2 separate regions of the Mus musculus genome follow, and region 2 is linked to region 1. Evidence: chromatin contacts called from public HiChIP or PLAC-seq data. All regions are on one chromosome and are shown on one strand. The core of a region is the stretch at or near the end of the contact, and the rest is flanking DNA. Distances in the headings are between cores, read along the strand shown.

Region 1 (3,428 bases), core at 684-3,183:
TCAGATTAGCCAAATCCTTTTCTCAAATGTGCAAGGACACTGCAGACACTGAGGAATTGGGAAAATTTTGTTGATGAACGTTAACCATAGAGCTGGTGAAATATGAAATTCCAGGACAAATGCTCTGAGGATATGTTGGGCACATAGAGTTGTTTGTACATTAGAATATAATGCTAAGAAGACACCAGAAGGCCTGGACGTCTTTATCTGGGAGCTCCATCCACAGAGTTCTGGGCTATAATAAGGATATTACTCCCATGTTTGTTATGGCTCAAACACTTCTCAGTTATACATTATTAAGAAAGAATAATGCTAGGAGCTGGTTCAGTGGATAAAAGTACTTCCTGCTCTTATAGAAAACCTGGGTTTAGTTCCCAGCACTCACATGGCACCTTACAACCATCGGTACCTCCACTGTCAGAGGATATGGCGCCCCCTTCTGGAATCTGCAAGCGATGCATACACATAGTGCACACACATCCTCCATACAGGCAATCACTCATAAAATAAAAAGGAAATAAATCTTTAAAAAAAAAACAGTATAAAATCAAAACACACCCTCCCTCCCCCATTCATATCCCCCAACACTGCTGCATCAGGATGTTGAACAGGGGACCCCACAAGTAACTGCGGGGTACTACAACACAAACCACCTCTTTGTGAAACACCCTCGTTTATCACTTACTGCACAATGCACTTACTGCATTGTCACTTCTAATTATAACTAGGTTCTACATAGCTCATATATTTTAATACAACCATTTGCTAATTAGTATAATTAATAAGCACTTATGTGAGTTTCTATTTAGCCAACTCTATTAAACCAATAGGGAAAACTTGGCTTAAATCAAGAGAGGGTCTATTCTGATTGACTCCGCAATTACCTCATATTAAAAATACTTCATGAGATGTTACTCTCAGAGTGTTTTAGTCTGAACTGGGGATCGTATTATAAAGCAGTTATAAACATATTTTACAGTTTGCTTACTGTCAAATTACTCATGTGCTTGTTCTTTAAATATTTATAAAGCACTGTTAGGCGTAGGCAGTTTGCCAGACATCAGGACACAATGTGAAGAAGATAGATGAACCCCTGTCAGAGCTTCAGCGCCGTGGCCATTTGAATGGGTGAGTTGGTAGCTGGGGTTCAGTACATGGTGCCTGTGGACCTAGGGGCACAGGGTGGTGAGGCTGGGCTTGGTACAGGGCACAGGCAAGGATGAGGGGGTTCGGGAATATCACCCAGAGGGACTGTAGTCCACATGGAATCTGGAAGAAGCAGGAAAGCACCCAGAAGAAGGTGGAAGGAGACAGAACTTTCTGAGTGAAACAGAAAGGATATTGTATCTGGATGGTGGCAATCCGACAATGGGAGCCTGAATGCAGGATGTGCCAACAGGAAGGTCAGGAGTTTGAGCACGTCCACAGTGGCTGCGCTGTTGGTAACAACAAGGTTGGCCTTTACACACTCAGAAAAGGACCGAGTAACAAGTAAAGGCATCGATCGTACGGAAAATGTCACAGAAACTCAGGGGTGAGTGGGTTTCTAAGAACCATTCTCGGGCTGACAAAAACAAACTCTGACTCTGGGGAACGTTTACAGAGGCCTTGCTGAATAACCTTCCTGCCACATGAACTCACCGTGACCGTGGTGTGCCCAAGTGGGCACGGAACCCTTCCGTGTGACCATCAGAGCAACTTGGAGATTCCATAATGCATTTAGTATTCTGGGTACCTCTTCTTAAGGCTTTACTGTATTTTCAACAAAGTGGATTTTGAGATGTGATAAAATAGGCTTAGAGATATGGAATTGAGAGGTTTTTATTTCTTGCAGAAGACCGAGGAATTTGACGAGGCCAAGTACATTGTCGTTACGGCAGACGTATGTGCTGCCTCTTATCAGCAGGCAGGCTCAGGGAAAGAGTAAATTGGCTCCAAAGAAGCTGGGTTTTCAACATGATTTTGTTTGGTAATTTCGAATTCTGTTTTCTCACTGATGGTGCAGAAAGTTCCCAAAGATATGGTAATTACTGCAGAAATACGGCTGCTGGCGTTTGCAGCTATTGAAACAGTAAAATTCCATTATAAAACACCACAATCTATGCGTTCGATGATGCCGAAGTTCAGCATCTGTCCCCTATGCCATATACTATGGATTTGTTTGTCTGTGCAGGCACATGTGTGTGCTGGGGAGTTGGGGGTCAACCTCAGATGTTCCTCAGGACACCCTCCATCTTATTTTTTTTAAGATAGGATCTCTGGCCAGCACCTCAGGCATCCTCCTGCCTCCCTTAGGCATACAGCATCGCACCAAGCTTTGTTGATGTTATTTGACAGTTTCATACAGGTACATAATGTATTCTGCCTGCTTTCCACACGCTCTCTCCTTCCTGTTCCCATTAGCCCTCCCCCCCTCCATTCCTACCAGTTCCTTATTCACATTCATGACTTTCAGTTTTCTTTTGTGGGGCGTTTCGTTTAGCTAGGGCCGTCTATGTGACCCCTGGATGGGAACTGGTCACTGGAGTCTCTTGGGGTCATCAGTGGGCACACAACTGAAGACAGTGACTCCTTGTGGTGGTGGAACAAGAATTGTCTCCCATAGGCTCGCTTTTTGAACATTTGGTTTCCAGTTGGTGGTGCCATTTGAGGGGGGTTAGGAGAGTTGCCTTTGGGAGGAAGTGTATCGTAGGGAACAGGACTTGGGAGTTGATAGCCTGGCCCCACTTCCAGTTCTATCTACTTATCTATCTATCTACTTATGTATGTATGTATCTATCTATCTATCTATCTATCTATCTATTACTTATGTATGTATGTATGTATGTATGTATCTACCTATCTATCTACTTATGTATGTATGTATGTATCTATCTATCTACTTATGTATGTATGTATGTATCTATCTATCTATCTACTTATGTATGTATGTATGTATCTATCTATCTATCTACTTATGTATGTATGTATCTATCTACTTATGTATGTATGTATGTATGTATCTACCTATGTATGTATCTATCTATCTACTTATCTATCTATCTATCTATCTATCTATCTATCTATCTACCTACCTACCTACCTATGTATCTATCTATCTATCTATCTATCTATCTACCTATGTATGTATGTATCTATCTATCTACTTATCTATCTATCATCTATCTATCTATCTACCTATGTATGTATCTATCTATCTACTTATCTATCTATCTATCTATCTACCTATGTATGTATGTATCTATCTATCTACTTATCTATCTATCTATCTATCTACCTACGTATGTATGTATGTATGTATGTATCTATCTATCTACCTATGTATGTATCTATCTATCTACTTATCTATCTATCTATCTATCTATCTATCTATCTACCTATCTATCTACTTATGTATGTATGTATGTATGTATCTATCTATCTATCTA
Region 2 (3,008 bases), core at 488-2,987, 210 kb before region 1:
TATTTCTGACAACACAACTTTCATAAATACACATGTGCGTGTGCAGCCCCCCTCCCTCCAGACACAGTCTCATTGTTCACTTGAATGGCTAAAAAGACATATGTTCAGTTGAGTTGTTTGCCTTCCACCTTTTCACCGAGGTGGGTATGCACCCTAGTGCCGAGCTACATCTGGTCCCCAAGGCTAACAGGGACCTTGCACCTTCCTGTTGGGGACTCAGACCTTCAAACCGTTGTCTGAGCACTAACACAGCGCACCTATGCAGGAAGGGACCAAACCCAGTTCAGGAAAGACACCTGGGAGAAAGTGACAACTAGGTGAGGACAAAGGACCTGGGGAGGCTCGAGTAGACAAGCAAGAAATGTGTTTTCACAGTAGGATTCTCTGAGCAAGGACAATGGGGAACATTGTCCAGCAGAACGAGCCACAGAGGTGGGGGTTGGAGCAAGAGACTGGTGAAGAAGCTCTTGAAATAATGCAGAATAGCAACGGTGGGGAAGAGGGGTGGAATCAGGGATGGATGGGACGAAGGGAACAAGACAAGACAGATACAGATGAAGGTTTTTTTGTTTTTTTGTTTTGGTCCAGTGACTGTGAGAAGAGGAAGATGATGGTAAAAAGCATTTTGGATGTTGGAAAAAAGGGACCAGTAGATCCCTCTACAACATGCAATATTGGAGGTGCCATGGGATATCTGAGGAGAAAGGCCTGAGGAGCATCCTGACACCAGATACACTGGTGTGAAACTGAGGAATGTCTCCTGGGGTGAGCATAATAAGAATCAGTGAAGCAGCCAGGGTGGTGGTGGCTCACGCCTTTAATCCCAGCACTCTGGAGGCAGAGGCCGGTGGATCTCTGTGAGTTCTAGGTCAGCCTGCTCTATAAAGGGATTTCCAAGACAGCCAGGGCTGTTACACAGAGAAGCCCTGTCTCAAACAACAACAACAACAACAAACCAAGAATAGACTAACACAGCTGAGGATGTGGTGTAGAGGTAGAGCACTCACCTCATATGCATGAGGCCCTAAGTTTCATACCCAGTAAGCAGAGAAAGAGAAAAAGATATAAAGAAAGAGAAGGAAAAAGAACCAAACTCCAAGTTCAGACATGGAGCTAGAGTGCCCCAAGGTCTTAAAATGTAAATTCCTTGAAGTTAACAGAGCTTGGTGGCTCACTTTTTAATCCTAGAACAGGAGAGGTAGAGGTGTTGATCTCTTTGAGTTTGAGGGAAGCCTGGTCTACATGAAGAATTCCAAGCCAGTCAGGACTACATAATGAGATCCTGTCTCAAAACAAACAAATGACAAACAAAAATTCAAGAAGTTTAAGTTTTTACCAATAGAAGGCAGAATTTCCACAAGTTCTATTTGTCTTCATGGAAAGATGCACTTGCCATTTCCTCCACTGCTTTTTAAAAAGAGACATTTACTTCATCCCTTGTCTGCACCCACCCTGAGTTGCACCTTGCCTAAGAGGGGTCCTTGGACCAGCTCTTCACTGAACATATGCTGTTTACACACACTAAGGGTTTTGAGCAAGAAGAGAGCCAGCCGCCCCTTCTGTTTATGGATGAAGAAATTGAGGTTCCGAGAGATTAAAGCACTTCTTTAAACTCCAGTAGCTCTGGAGAGAGTGAGGACAGTCAGGCTGCTGTGCATACCCCCTCCCTTTTCTCTGCACCCCCTCCCAACCCATCTGGACTTGCCATGGTAACTAAGCCTCCTCTAGCGTGGGAAGCAGTTTCCTAGCAACTTCCCCATAACCAGGTCAGAGCTGGGGAATGAGACACCACTTGCTGCCTCCCCTGGGGAATTCAGATGTAGAGAAATGGGATGGCCACAGATGACCTGCATAAAGGGCTAACTGGGAGCACCTAGGTAAAGGAATTTCACATCAGGGTCAGGAAGACGCTGGGATGACCTGGGCCTTGTCCACAGAGCAGGAACAGAGCCTCCTCTCTATGTGCAGTGCTGATTCTTTTGAATAGCACGGGACCCATCTCCGTTGACTTGCTGGCTTGGTGTAAATGAAGGAGTCTGTCTAGAAAGGCTGGTGGCCAGCCATAGACATCTGTGCAGACACTTCATTTTCAGGGGAGCGGAGGGTTACTCACTCACCCTCCTTCTCATGCCTTTATTATGCCAAGATATGTTTATGGAATGGCCTGCTGGTCATAAACAAGCTAGTCCTTCCTCTAATGTTCCTTGTGTACCTGATCTCAGCAGCCACCCTCCGCTCCACCCACCTGCATCTCCTCCTTTCAGCAGGGCCCCACCTGGGACTCCCAGGTCCTGCCTTCTATAGGATCTCTCCCTAAAGGCTAAGCCAGCAATGATTGGCTCAACCTTTTGGATATGGCAGGTTGAGGAGTGGCATCCAGTCTTGCCCGTGGAATATGGGATAATGGCTGCTGAGAACTTCTGGGTAGGTTTATTTCACAAACTAAACTTTGGAGGGGGTGGTGGTGTGCTCTTCTTCACCAGGGATTGCCATGTTTATGTGTCATATTGAGAATTGCAACAGCCACTGAGAGGAGACAGTGCTGATGCTCAGGGGATCAAGGGATGGTACTGTTGTACCCGTGAAGCAAGCAAGCTAGGCATTGCCCACTCTTAGACTCATTGTTCAGGTAGATCATGGCAACCTGTGTTTAAGGTACTTCTGGTCCAGGCTCCATGAGCACATCTCAGGTTCAAGCTGAGTGGGGCTCTCCGTAGATGCCTGGGGCAGGACTTGATACAAACAAACAAACAAACAAACATCCCCTTGCAAAAATTATCGAATGTGCTCTTTATGAATAAATGTAAGATAAAACTGACTCCCCAGTCTTTTATCTCCAGTCCAGATCCGTGATCTACCTGCAGCTGCATGCCCAGCTTCTTGCAGGTCTGACTTCCCTTCCACACCTTCCCACGCCTCCAGTTGGTACAGGAATGAGGTCATCCTGGAGTGGGTTTCCATTTGTTCCCTAGGTCCAACTACACATGTCTCTTCTCACTGCAAGCTCA

What was found. HiChIP or PLAC-seq counts read pairs in DNA pulled down with a chosen protein or histone mark.
Region 2: an H3K27ac HiChIP or PLAC-seq map of SST interneurons shows a contact between it and region 1, with 4 times the contacts expected there. The contact joins two enhancer-like sites. A contact is called at or near these places in 7 of 39 promoter capture datasets (the C10 cell line, cranial neural crest, embryonic stem cells and 3 more), 2 of 484 Hi-C or Micro-C datasets (bone marrow-derived macrophages and pre-megakaryocyte-erythroid progenitors) and 2 of 115 datasets of contacts at active chromatin or transcription factors (the NIH/3T3 cell line and SST interneurons).

The regions. Positions count from the first base shown.
Region 1 is chr15:80,444,131-80,447,558 of GRCm38.p6, reverse strand. No RefSeq gene overlaps it. Among named protein-coding and RNA genes, the nearest start is that of Gm31369, 7.2 kb to the right of the region's middle. Within about 2 kb of position 1,933, at least 3 of the 459 cell types and tissues checked have an H3K27ac peak or open chromatin away from gene starts, as enhancers often do. A contact at or near this core is called in SST interneurons, where this site is marked.
Region 2 is chr15:80,658,035-80,661,042 of GRCm38.p6, reverse strand. No RefSeq gene overlaps it. Among named protein-coding and RNA genes, the nearest start is that of Fam83f, 12 kb to the left of the region's middle. Within about 2 kb of position 1,737, at least 36 of the 459 cell types and tissues checked have an H3K27ac peak or open chromatin away from gene starts, as enhancers often do. A contact at or near this core is called in SST interneurons, where this site is marked.